Regions from separate parts of the Mus musculus genome. Here region 2 is linked to region 1. Evidence: chromatin contacts called from public ChIA-PET data. All regions are on one chromosome and are shown on one strand. The core of a region is the stretch at or near the end of the contact, and the rest is flanking DNA. Distances in the headings are between cores, read along the strand shown. Region 1 overlaps Setd5 (SET domain containing 5). Region 2 holds the start of Mtmr14 (myotubularin related protein 14).

Region 1 (6,695 bases), core at 1,628-4,127:
GGGATTACAAACATGAACAACTACATCTGCCTGGGAAAACACATCTGATGGTCTTAAAGCTATGCCCCAAACTGGGTTCTCTGAGTAACACAGCTTTTGGTATTCTTCCAGTGTGCTAGCCTTTCAGTTGCATACAACAGTTATGTAAAATTTGCTGTGTTTAAAAAACCTGGGATAGCTTTAGCTTTCTAATCCCACTTCAACCTCCAGAATGCTAGGTTCACAGACATGTGCCTCTAAGGCAAGCTAGATATTTGCTTTATTTGTATTTGGGATGCTAAAGATGGAAAGCCTTACTCATGGCTACACTCTTTTACTGACTGCACTTCAGTCCTGCCGGCTATTCACAACACTTTCCAGTTATACTAATAGAGTCTACTCAATTGATGAAGGCTGTGGCTGCCAAGACCGATAACTTGAGTTCAATCCCAGGACCCACATGGTGGAAGCAAAGAACTGATTCCCACAAGTAATCTGATTTCTATGTATGTGCTTTTGGCATGTTCATGCCCCCCCCCCCCCACATAAGCCAAAGAAGTAATGTAATCAAATAAAAGAACTAATTTTTACAGGTCATAGCAAAGAGTAGGACAAGTGTTATGCACTGGAGCTTAGAAAGTTCTGAATTATCTGACTAATATTCTTTAAAAGAGTAACATGAATACTTACCTTTTTCCTTTGCGGTGGGTTCTGAGGAGCAGATGGGACTCCTTCACAGGTCCTTTCACCACCAGGTGACATGGATCCCCGAGAGAGGTCTTTCATAAAGCCATGTTCATATCTGCTGGAAAAGCCTTCAGCAGGGGAACAATATCCTCCATCTAAATGTAAAGGCTTCCTGTCTCCCACCAAGGGAGACCCTCTATACAGTCCATCTGCTCGAGGCATAGCATTCAAAGGGGAGTAGGCGTACATCAAATTGAACTCTGTCCTAAACGCCTGGTCTGAGTTTCTCAGCAAGGTCTGAGGACCATCTCCACTCCTGCTTGGGAAGCCAGCCTCGGAGGTGGGAACAACAGAGGGATGAGAAGCCAGGTCAGGATGATTGCAGTTAAGCAGGGAGGGCCTATCAGCGCAGCTGTGAGTGCTGGAGTCTGGGAATCCCACTTTTGTCAAATCTAGGTCTTTTCGGTGACAAAGCTGAAATAAAAATCAACAGAGATATGGGACATGGTATAACAGAAAAAGTCAAAGGGCAAAAAGGGAATGAAGGCATCAGGCAATTCTGCAAACATGACTACTCTGCTCAGCCTTCATCACATCGTTTGACAGCATATGTGGGGCTGGCAGTGTAGCCAGGGATGTATCTGAGCCCCAAGCACACACACCACAGAAAGGTCTTAAGTTGCTGGCTTCTGATGTTATATATTATTAAATTAGTTTCAATGGAAGGTGTAAGGGAAGGTGGAGAAAAGCAGGAGGTAGTTGAAAAGCCAAGCATGGTAAATTACTCACTAGGAGAATAGCATTAAAGGTTGCAACGAATCCATTCCTTATTTACTTGTACCTTGGATTATGTTTCTCATGCAACATTCTGTCTGTTCAATTCCGTGTCCTCTGCTGTCTATCAATCTATCAAAGAACTGCTAAAGCCTACCGCCAAAAAGCATATCAAAGGCTGAAATGCACCAGTGATAAAACCGACCCATTACTGCTTATCTGTATCGCTTAACACCAACATTCCCTTAACTAGACAGATCAGTTATCAAAGCCTTTCTAATATTGAATCTTTAGCAACCCAAGACAGAGCAATCTATACTTTCCCAACAAGATGGACTCACAATACTCAGGAAGTTAACAATAAACTAGTGGAATATAATCTTTTCAGTTTCATGATGATCTACAGAATATCCTACTGACTGAGAATTTGGTGATTAGTCAGGGAGTAGGGCCCTAATTATTTTGGAAAGTGAGACTAAAGGCCAGTTAATTTTGAAAAGGTACAGAGAAAAAAAGCTCCATGTAGATTTATAGGGTTAATAATTAATTACATGTCTAAAGCTTATTATAACTGCTAACACTGAAATCATGATTTTGGATCTTTAGGGTAGGAGGGTTTCTTAGCAAAGTACTGAAATTGGTATCCTAAGAGGTATAAATCACTGCACACAAACTGTATCCCAGCCTCTGCACAAGAGAAGGTTTGTAACCCAGAGCTTGGGCTTAAGCTTCCTTACATACTTACACCCAACTAGGCACTCCAGAGGAAATGAAGGAAAGCCAGAGAACGCTGGATTCCCTAAAGGAAGCTGCTCATCTGTCACCCAAAGCCCAGACACCCAGCCGTGTGAGCTGTCAGTTTAACCCCAATTATACATTGCTGACATGATACTGAGACAGTGTCGACCAACTCCAGTTTCCTTGTTAACAGGAGGATGTTATTCATGACTTTCTCTAACAATGCTCTCATGCACATAGAATCTACATCCTCTGAAGATTCTCTTTAATGAAACTCTTCAGCCATTCCTTCTCCCAAATGACAACAAAAGCAACCCCACAACATAAAAACAGCTACTCATTTCCCCACGGTCCTGTGCAGTCAGTTTTTATATAAGATCCACTCTATTTGCTGTGAATGAGAGGCCACCCTCCAGTCCAGCCCCCTCACCCCCCAATTCAGGACCACCCTTGTGCACTCACTCTCAGCCTGCATGTGATTGAGATGGTATGGTAACTACCTCTGGTGACAGGGGCTTAGGCCTATGTGCAGGGGAACCCTCAGGGGAGGAGATGTTCTAGAGGAGGAAAAAGTATCTTGTTATTTATCTTCTCAGAGTCAAGAAGCAAAACAGAAAGTAACGATAAGCATGGCTGTTTGCCACACTTTTTAGGGAGGGATTTGGTGGTGAGGATGGTTAATGTTTATGCATATGGTAAATGTTTAACTGCAGAACTCACTTCCACAAAGTGGTTAGTTCAGCTAAATGCTTCCTGGTACCTTAGAAAGGACTTATAATGTTTCATGCTATCAATGAACACCTCAATTAGAACTCAGGAAAGAATTAGGTGAATCATTTTAGAGGGCTCACAGTGTTTCTTATGGTGGGGCACAACCTACTCCTTATTCTTCCTAGAGGAACTCTGTTTCTTCACCCCATACTTCCTCTGATTATAATCTTTCTTTTCTTTATTCTCTTACTAGCTTTAGGGGTATACCTGTGAACTATGATCAGTTCCTCTCAAGTGACTGTTATACACCTGCACACATCTAACAGAGTTAAAAATCCATTGTACTTACTGGATCACAAAACAAACAAAGCACCCTCCCACCCCAATACCATGTATATGTGTATTTTTTCTGTGACTTTCATAGGACAGAACATTTTGCTGAGGTAATACCTCTCTAACACATGGGAACTGGAGAGTGAGCTCTTGAGGTGATGGTGTGAAGGGTAACATGAAAGTGATGATAGCAGCTATGACAAGGACTCTGTACCAGGCACTGGGGAAAAGGGAAAGTTCTCAATATACAGACTATCAACAACTGAGGCCCAGAAAACAGACGTGGGCTATGCTATGCTAGGATATATAAATGGAGCTGCTTCAGCAAAACAAGGTGGATAGCAATGTTTTAGAATGGGGAGGGTGCTGGGTGTACAAAGCACAGGGCTCTTGTTTTCCTTCTTCTAGATTCTTTCCCCTCCTTCTCTGTGACTGTGTACCTCATCCCCTCAGTTCTAGATATGAACACGCTTCTTATTCAAGGTTTTTCCTTTCCACTTGGAGCTGGTTTTACTCCTGACACTTATTGATATTTCACTGCTACTTTATTTTTCACAAATTTTTAAAAATACTATTTTTACTTTAGGTGTACAAGTGGTTTGCCTTCCTGTGTGCCTGTGTAAAACATGCACACAATGCCAGGAAATGTCAGAAGAGGGCATTAAATCCCTAGAGACTAGAGTAACAGATAGCTGTGAGGAACCATATGGGTGTTATGGGAATTAAAAATTGGGTTCTCTGAAAGAATGGCCAGTGCTCTTAATGGCAGTCATCACTCTAGCCTGCATTTTAATATTTTTTTTTTAGCTTTTTTTGGTTTTGTTTTGGTTTTTTGAGACAGGGTTTCTCTGTGTAGCCCTGGCTGGCCTTGAACTCAGAAATCCACCTGTCTCTGCCTCCCGAGTGCTGGAATTAAAGGTGTGCGCCACCACGCCCAGCTCTTTTTAACGTTTAACAGACAAGTTTATTTCAACATTTTCTTCTTTCAAATAATAATTTTATGTTTAAAAAACAATATGGAAATAAAATTTGTATTATATCATCTTTCAATATATTCTTTCCTTTTAAAAGACAGGGTCTTGCTAATGTAGCTCAGAGTGGGCTCAAACTTTTGGTGTCTTCAAATAATAGATGTATACCCAAAGCACCCAACCCCCTGCTATAGTTTCTGATGAAAAAAAGGTTGCAAACCAACCCTTCTGTACTCAAAAACAGGAAAGAGCCTTGCTATCAGAATGATGGTATGACTGGTAGGATGGCAAAGCTGTTTTTATGAGAATGGTGACGTTGCATTATTAAATTAGTACTTTATAATCATGTATTTAAAATTTTCGCTACTTTCTTTCCTTCCTGATAATCTTTTAAAAATTATTTTATTTTTGCATTTTTATGTATATATATGTATGTATGTGTGTGTGTGTATATATATTTATTTATTTATTTTATACCTGCATATAAGTGTCTGTGCACAATGTGTCTGGTACCTATGGAAGCTAGAAGAGGGCATCGGATCCCTGGAACTGGAGTTAGAGGGTTATGAGCCACCATGTGGGTGCTAAGAATCAAAGCCCAGTTCTTGGCAAGAGCACCAAGTGCTCTTAATGGCTGAGCCATTTTCTAGTCCCTAAAATACTTCAACTTACTTAAAAAATGATGCATGAATGTGTCTTTGCACATGTGTGCAGGTGCCTGAGGAAGAGACAATAGGGAGTTTCACCTCTTAAGAAGTAGAGTTATAAATCGTTGTGACTCTCCCAACTTGGGTGCTGGCTATGGAACTCTGGTCCTCTTCAAGAGTAGTGCAAGCTCTCGACTGCTAAGCTATCTTTAGTCCCTTGTTTCAATGTTTAAAAATCACATTTATTTTATGTCTATGTGGGGAAGTCACTTGTGAAGTTGGCTTCCTACCACATGGGTTGCAGGGACTGACCTCAGGAAGCCAGGCTTGCAGAAGTGCCTTTACTGCTGAGCTAGCCTGCTTCCTGGTGTTTAAACATTATTCTTAGACTGAGATTCACTAAAATCTATGTTCTCTATCTTAAAATACCTTTCATTTGCATGCTGTTTTATAGTTATTAAAATGCAGCAGTGGTAGGAAACATATAAAATTATTTTGGAAGACTTCTAATTTCTGTAATTTCAAATTAATAATGAAACTTGCCACGAAAAGGTGCAACTCTATCTCCATAACTGATTGCACTACAGGGACAACTTTTCTTTGGATACCTTACCATGAAATTCTAATTGCTAACAAAAGCTTAACTATTAAATCTGAATTCTTCTTTAATAACCAATTAAAAAGGACACAGAAATATGATAATTTACCTAGAAAAAAAATGTAACCAGGATGATGTTTTTTCCATACCAAGGTTTGCTCTACAGTAAGTCACTACTGGACTGAGTTAGAAGCAGAGCAGCACACTCATGTACTTTCAGTTGCTAGTGCCTTTAGAACCCAGGCATTGTTAATCCTTACAGTCATAAAAGTCTTCAGAGAAGTGTGATCTGCTAGATATTCAACTTCATCAACACAACATCCAGAAAAGTGAAAGCCAGAGGTTTAGTGGGTAGATCAAGTCCTCTTCCCCCCCCCCACAAATATCCATTTAAATAAAGAAACATGCAAATGAGTTTTTAAAAACACATGGATTATATATTCATACTTGCCACTTGAACTTCAATATCAAAGTGATTGAATATAACAGTTTTAGAAACAGTTTATACATGTATTTCTAATGTAATCCAACAATTAATGTGTGTTACTAGCCTCCAGTCTACTCAGTCCTAATACACTGTAACAGGGAGGGGAATAAAATCAGCTGAAGTAGAAAAGCAAACAAACAGCAACAGCACCGCCACCATCCTTAGAAACCCAATGTTCCTAAGTCCCTGTTTCCCTGGCCACAGGCGAGCCACCAAAGAACCTGGGAAAGCCACTTTATAGTTATAGGCAGGTCTTGATACACAGATGTGAGCTCACTGTGTAGTCTGAGCTCCCAGGCTTGTGAAACTAACGGGTATCAGGCACCCAAGCACCTCTGTTGACCAACACAGATAATAAAGATAATGATCTTGTATGCTCACTCAAATATGATTGAAGGACTGACTGTGAAAAGAAAGCTGAAGGGATCACGGCAACACTATTACTACTCTGGCAGAACAGGGGCTGCCAAGACAAGAGGCTACAGCCACAGCCCAGTTACCCCAGGCTAATGGTTCTCATAGAGATGAACGAAGACAGTTAAAAACACCTGAAATTATATTATATTTGAAATAAAGAGGTATAAACAGTGATTTTCATATCAGTCCCAACAACAAAACCCCAATCACCTCAAACTGCAGAGGAGTGTTGGAACGACTAGCAGTAGTAAGAGATGTGATTGGTGAGAACATGAGGCTGTATCCATTTCGACACTCCTCTTCTCCTGGGTGAGTCTGGCCAGGTGTGGTCAGCTGGGGACTCTTTGAGCCTG
Region 2 (6,695 bases), core at 1,515-4,014, 96 kb before region 1:
TTCTCATCTGAAGCTGTACTACTTGGCCAATCAAACTCAAACCTTAAGTCCGTAAAGATGCCAGGAACTAACCCCACCTGAGCAAAGTGAGCATGCCCTGCCCAGTCTCCTGACCGTGGGGATGAGCCTCTGAGGTCCACCCGACATGCACACTACAGTCACAGGATGCTCACGTGTCTTTCTCTTTCTCAGAACTCTCATACTCCAGGAATACGATGTGGCGGGGGTAGTGGCCGCAGATATCACCATTCACATTTGGAATCACGCTGAAACAGTAGTCACGGCCAAATAGCTCCAGACATCTCTTCTCAATGCGTTCAACCTGCATAGAGAAGGAGACTTGAGCCTGAAGAGAATTCTCAGGTTCTGAGGGCATGAGCTTAAGTGGCCCATGATCCAAAGAGGCCCCTGGGAGTGAGTGACAAGCAATTCTGTGATCATCATTCAAGGCTGGGAAGAAACATGATGCTGGACCGTGGGCTCTATATTAACTCACGTGTGGCATGCTTCAGGTGGTACCTAAGCCCGTTAGCCTCACTGCACAGAAGACTGTGGAGTCACAGGGAGGCTGGGCACATAGTGAGACCTTGTCCCAAAAAACAAAGCAACAGTAACTGTTGCTTTAGGTTACTATTATAGCATTAACACATTATGTTCTTTTAACACCAAAAAATCTTTTTTTCTGTTCTACAGCCCCAGAAACTCCAGTTGAAGCTCCAGTCAGCTGGGCACGATGGTGCACATCTACAATCTTATTACATGGGATGTTGAGGCAGGAGGATGCCGAGTTCAGTGTGTGCGTGCATGTGTGTGTGTATATTTATATATGAATTACTATATATCTCAAGACCATGTCTCAACAACACCTACAAAAATAAAGAAGCTCTAGTCAGCAAAATCAGTAAAAGCTGCAGACAGTTGTCTCTTTACATACCATCTGCTTATAAAACTAAAGGCAAGGCTCCCTTCTAAAATTAATCCTTTTGTTCACAGTTCAGTGAAAAGCCCACTGGAAGAAAAGCTTACCGCCTGTAACACATCAAGAACTTTGCAAGAGATCATGAAGCCTGGAGCAGTATTAAGACCAGTTGTGGTGAGAGTAAGGTTTAACTTGTAAAACTCTAATCTTCACAGACATTCAGAGGGCAGTGAGATCCATCAAAATCACACACCTCCTATAACCACTCAAAAGATTGCCCTCGAAGTCAGCTGTGGTGGCTCACACGTGTATGTAGTCCTTGGGAGGCTAAGGCAGGAGGATTATTAGTTACAAGCCATCCTGGGATAATGACTGTGAAACCAAGCCAGGGCCACAGACAAAAAACCACGCCTCAACACACACCAAGGCTGGTGATGTAGCTCAGCTGGTAGAATGCCGGTCTGGCATGCATAAAAACCTGTGTTCAATCTCCAGCACCACAGAAACCAAGCATGAGGGTAAACACCTGTAACCCCATCACCTAGGAAGTGGAGACAGAAGGACAGGAGTGCATGACTGGCCTTGGTTGGGATAACGCATTTAAGGCTTTTCTGAACATACAGTACAAATTCTAGGGTCTGCCTCCCCAGACATTGTGCTTTAAGAGAATCTAAGACCAGAAATCTTTGTGTTTAACAAGAGCTCCAAATGATGCCAATTATAATCTGAAAGGTACTTAATTGTCTGGTCCGATAATACCACATTAGTGATCTTTCTTAGGTTGTTACTTCAGAGATTAATAGAAGATGTCTCAGCCCCTAGGTAACCTCTGGGGCCAAACCAGTTTTATGGCCCAGCACAGAGACCAACGCCAATGTGTAATGCCACACTGGGAAAGAGAAAGGGCCGGGTCTATCAGTGCTGAGGTCAGTATGCCTCGACCAGATCAGCAGCTCTCTTTTCAGGCCTGGTGACTAGGGCAGAGGGAAATTCCCGGGGTGGGGGGACAACGGACAGAGACTTCTGATAAAAGGAACAGAAAGGGAATGTGGGTTCTCTTCTTGCTCTACAGGAAAGGAAAGGGAAGGGCCTAAGTCATGCTGGTACCTTATAAGGAGGTGACACACTCCGCTGTTCTCTGGGCTCCATAATGTCACACTACTCCAGACTTCTACTCTGATCTCTGGTCCAGAGGAGTCTCTTCCCCATTTTTACTTAGATTTTAGGGGTTTTGTTTTTTGTTTTGAATCTGTTGGTAACCCCTCCTAGGCTCACGAAGGGTAGCGTTCCTATTGTCTAACCTTTGCACCTGGCCCACAACTCCGACCCTTGACCTCCAAACCCCTGTTAAAGCAACCCCCCACCCCAAAACCCACAAGGAGCTTCGGTCCTCCTCTTTGGTGTAAAGCCGGATCCTTACTCTCTGAGTCCATATCCTGGATAAGTTCCTCTCCCGTGCCTCCCCAAGGAGGTCTCATTCCAGCTCTCCTCCCATCCCGAACCACAGTCTTCCCTCGGTAACTCAGGCCAGGGACCAGTTCAGGTCGTTGCACCTTTGGGGCTCACCTTAGAGCCGCTCTTCCCGCCGCTGTCCTTGGCACGGTACTGAGTCCGGGAGAACTCCTCCAGCAGCTCCCAGAGCCCGGGCTCCTGAGGCGGCGGGCTGCCCGACGAGGCGGTGGAACCCGCCGAGGCGGCGGCGGCGGCCCGAGCACCCGCCATGCACAGCCTCGAGTCCCCTCAGGGCGCCTTCCCCCAGCCCATGGCACCTGAAGCTCGGACTCCGGCTCTAAAACCTCCTGAACCGACTCAGCCGCCGCCTTCTTCTTCCACTTCCGGCCCCGCCCCACCTCTCCGGATGTTTACTCCCGCCGCAGCCAATCAGAGCCCGGGGTTCGTGCCCGGCCCACAGGTCCCCGGCCCACCCCTGACGCGGAGGGATCCAAGTGGCCTCACGGCGGGGGCCGCGCTCCGCCCAAGGGGTTTCCCCGGGGGAAGCCGGGCTAAACCACCGCGGCTGCGGGGAGGGGAAAGGCGGGAACCATTGGCAACAAGAGAGGAAGGAACCGCCGGAGGCCTGAGTTAGTGCTGGCAGCAAGAAGACGAGAGCTGCAAGAATCAAAACAGCATTTCAAACAGCACTTCTCCACTGCTCTTATGGACGTCCCTGCCAATATAGCGTGGACCATCATCCTATTTATTTAAAAAGATTTTCTAGCTGGTGTCAGTAGGCAAACGCCAGAGGATGAAGCGTGAGAATCAGGCATTTGAGACTAGCCCAGACCACACCTTAATTTTTTAAAAATGTTTAAAAAAGTGTAGATAATAATGTTCCTTCATTTTCCTATCAGCTGCTTTCATCATAAATCAACACGTGCCAATCTCCTGCTCAGTTCTTCCCTGTCTAGGGAGTTGTTTGTGTATTGGGCTGGTGTTTGTTGTTTGATGTAGGTAATTATTTGTGGTATAGCCAAGGCTGGCCTTGAACTCCTGACTCACCTGCCTCCACTTTCTGGGTGCTGAGAATCTCAAATATCAGTCCCAAATTCCTAGAATTGTTAGTCTCAGAAGATGTGTGTACTATCTACCCCCAAGTATTGATGTTTAGAGAGAAGGTGTTAAGGCCTCCTTCAGTATTGTATATCTGAGGGAGAATTGCTCATTTGGCCATCAGTCAGACAGTTGATTAAGCTATAACTTATGTCGAAAGAAAACTCTCAAAATGAAATTGATGCTGTGAAAACATAGTAAGTTAACATAGTGCCTAAAAGTACTCATTTTCTTAGATTTGTAAAGAAATCTAAGGAAAACACAAACCACAACCCCTGCTGACTGTCAGTCACTCTTCATGCTCAACTAGGTCCTGTCCTGAATTCTAATACTGGAAATTAGTTTTCCCTTTTGGCGATGGTCAAATAGAATCAAAATATGCATTTTTTAAAAAAATTATTATTTAGTCTCGTCTTCTAAACTGTGATGATTATTCTTGCTTCCCAACTTGGGGAAAGGACTCTTCAGTTGAGTAATTGCCTCCACCTGGTTGGCCTCTGAGCATGTCTGTGGGGCCTTTTCTTGATTGCTAATTGATGCAGAGGGAGGTATCCACTTTGGAGAGGTGGTCCTGGGTTGTAGAATAAAGCAGGCTGAGAGAGTTACAGGGATCAAGCTGGTAATCAGTGTTTATTTCTCCATGGCCTCTGCTTCACTTTCTGCCTCCAGGTTCTTGCTTGAGTTCCTGTCCTGCCTGATGGTCCTCAATGATGATGTCACTGATGTGACAGTGTGAGCTCAATAAACCTCTTCTTGGCTTGCTTTTGTTTTTATCATAGCAACAAAAGTAGAACAAACATAATGTCTCTAAGATTTTTCTAGTCAATCGCAATGGCTTACACCTGTGAGTGAAGCCTTCCGAAAGCTGAGGCAAAAAGACAAAGGAGCCATCAAGACCAGCTGTGGTACTACAGTGTGCGACTCTCAAAAAAATCTGTTGCTATGAGTTATTTTGTAGATATTTTTGGTAAATACACACACACTGTCTCACCAGCCCTACTAGTGATATCTTATTGGGCTTTAAAAAAAAAAATGCAGCCGGGTGTGGTGGCGCACGCCTTTAATCACAACACTTGAACACTTGGGAGGCAGAGGCAGGCAGATTTCTGAGTTTGAGACCAGCCTGGTCTACAGAGTGAGTTCCAGAACAGCCAGGGTTATACAGAGAAACCCTGTCTCAAAAAACAAACAAACAGACAAAAAGCAACCACCCTTCCTCCATTCCAGAGGGTCTTATGTAGCCCAGGATGGCCCCAAGGTCCCTGTGTAGCTGAGGATCACCTTATACTTCTCTGCCTCTTCCTCTTGAGGAGATACAAGCATGTAGTAACATGTCTAGTTTAGCAGTGCTAGAGACCTTTGTGAATCAAACCTAAGGCTTGAGTAGATAGGCAAACACTGTACCAACTGAACTCTACAGAGCTCCTCTTTTAATTTTGGTAACAGAATCTCACTATATTACCCAGACTGGCAATAGACTCTGCGGCTCCAAGAACCTTCCTACCCCAGGCTCTAGATAAAAACTGAATCTGGCCAAAAATCAAGCTTCTTTATATTTCAAGCTGAAATATAGAATACATACGCGTGAATACAGCCGCTTTAATTGTGACTGTTGACAAAGTATAAAATCCTCATTCGGAGGTGATCCTCCAATTATATTATCACCCCAGAAAACACCCTCGTCCTCTGCTGGTTGCTCTCACTCAGCGCCACCCCCAGACGGCCACCAACTTGCTTTCTGTCACTAGACATTCCTATAAATGGAATCAGACAACGTGTCCTCTCCTGCATCTGGCTTCTTGGGTAGAGTTAATTTTGGTTTGAATTTGCATATCCCTGATTAATGAAGCTGATCACCTTTTCCATATTTATTGCTGATTTGAATATTCTCTCTTGGGTGCTTGTAAACATCTTTTACCCATTTTTCTTTCCTCCTCCTTCCCCCCTCTTCATTTGGTTTTGTTTCTTTGGGGATCATGGGCATAGACTCACTGTGTATCCGCAGGCTGGCCCGGGATTCACTATGTAGTCCAGGATAGTGTATACCTCTCCCTCCAGCATTCAGGAAGCAGAGACAAGGGACTGAGAGTCAAAGCCTGCCTGAGATACCCAGGGAGTTCCAGGCTAACATTCAGGTGCCACCATGTCTAGTTCCCAACTGTTTTTTTAAAAATGACTTTAAAGTATTTTTGAAATGGGGTCTCATACATATCAAACTTGATAACCTTGAACTCCTGGTCTTCTGGTCTCCACTTCCTGAGAGCTGGGATTACATGCCACTCCACCTGTTCTGCAATACTGGGGTGGAACCGAGGCCTTCCTGCAAGGTAGGCAAACACTACGCCCACTGAACTACATACCAGCTCTGAGATTTTGTGCTTAGTGTAAATTAGAAGTAAAAAATCTTTTTCTTCTCAACTTCTCTCCCCCCTCCCTCTTTCTCTCTCTCCTTCTCTCCCCTCTTTCTCCCTCTCCCGCTCCCTACACACACACACACACACACACACAAAAGGTGTACTACTATTCCTATGCCCGTGATATTTCCCAATTTCCATCTAGCCCAACTGCTGTAAATTGTAAAAATCTGTCTCAGGGCTGTTTTTTGTTTTTTGTTTTGTTTTTGTTTTTTGCTGGATCTGAGCAGCTCAATAAACCCTTTTATTTTAGAGGTGCTTTAATATCAAAAGTTTTATTTTAACATTTTTTTAGAAGAATACCTAATAGATTCAAAGAAACTTATTGAAAAGTTATCACCTTTGGTTTAAGTCAGGGATGACATGTTTTTTAAATGACTACATGTGGGCATAAATGTCTTTGCATAGTCCCTTTCTTCCCATTAAGATTCCAACAAGGAAAAGTGCATAGTCTCACATATAGTTCTAACCCCTGAGAGACTGTGGCAGTAGGATTGCTCTCAGTTTGACTCCAGCTTGGGCTACAGAAGGAGAGTCTCTTAAAACTAAATTCAAATAAGTATTTCCTTTCCAGCCTTGGCCTATCGTATCAGGCACCATACTGCTGCCCAGCAAGAGCTAGATTGACATTCACAAATTCCTCCTTAGGGAGGAGTGATTGCAGCTGAGGAAGACGCTGCACCTGGAAGCACAGACAAAAGTATTATGGCCTTCGAGCCTCGAGTGCTTTGCAGTCTGGGCTACATGAATGAGTGGTTCATCTCAGGTATTCCTGCTGGTACCCTCCCAATGAGAGTGGCCAGCACCTCTGA

Evidence for each region. ChIA-PET counts read pairs in DNA pulled down with a chosen protein or histone mark.
Region 2: a contact with region 1 is called in an RNA polymerase II ChIA-PET map of memory CD8 T cells, with 63 read pairs. The contact joins the promoter of Mtmr14 here to the enhancer-like site in region 1. A contact is called at or near these places in 5 of 39 promoter capture datasets (the C10 cell line, the HPC-7 cell line, liver and 1 more), 2 of 484 Hi-C or Micro-C datasets (both in liver), 6 of 115 datasets of contacts at active chromatin or transcription factors (the SCID.adh cell line, bone marrow-derived macrophages, effector CD8 T cells and 2 more) and 3 of 9 other capture datasets (adipose tissue, liver and pancreatic islet).

What each region holds. Positions count from the first base shown.
Region 1 is chr6:113,138,058-113,144,752 of GRCm38.p6, reverse strand. Setd5 (SET domain containing 5) reads right to left here. Exons shown (of 22, transcript NM_028385.1): 17 at 6,553-6,695; 18 at 670-1,140. Among named protein-coding and RNA genes, the nearest start is that of Lhfpl4, 54 kb to the left of the region's middle. Within about 2 kb of position 2,877, at least 27 of the 459 cell types and tissues checked have an H3K27ac peak or open chromatin away from gene starts, as enhancers often do. A contact at or near this core is called in liver and memory CD8 T cells, where this site is marked.
Region 2 is chr6:113,233,912-113,240,606 of GRCm38.p6, reverse strand. Mtmr14 (myotubularin related protein 14) reads right to left here and starts at 2,764. Exons shown (of 19, transcript NM_026849.2): 1 at 2,486-2,764; 2 at 174-322. The coding sequence starts at 2,641.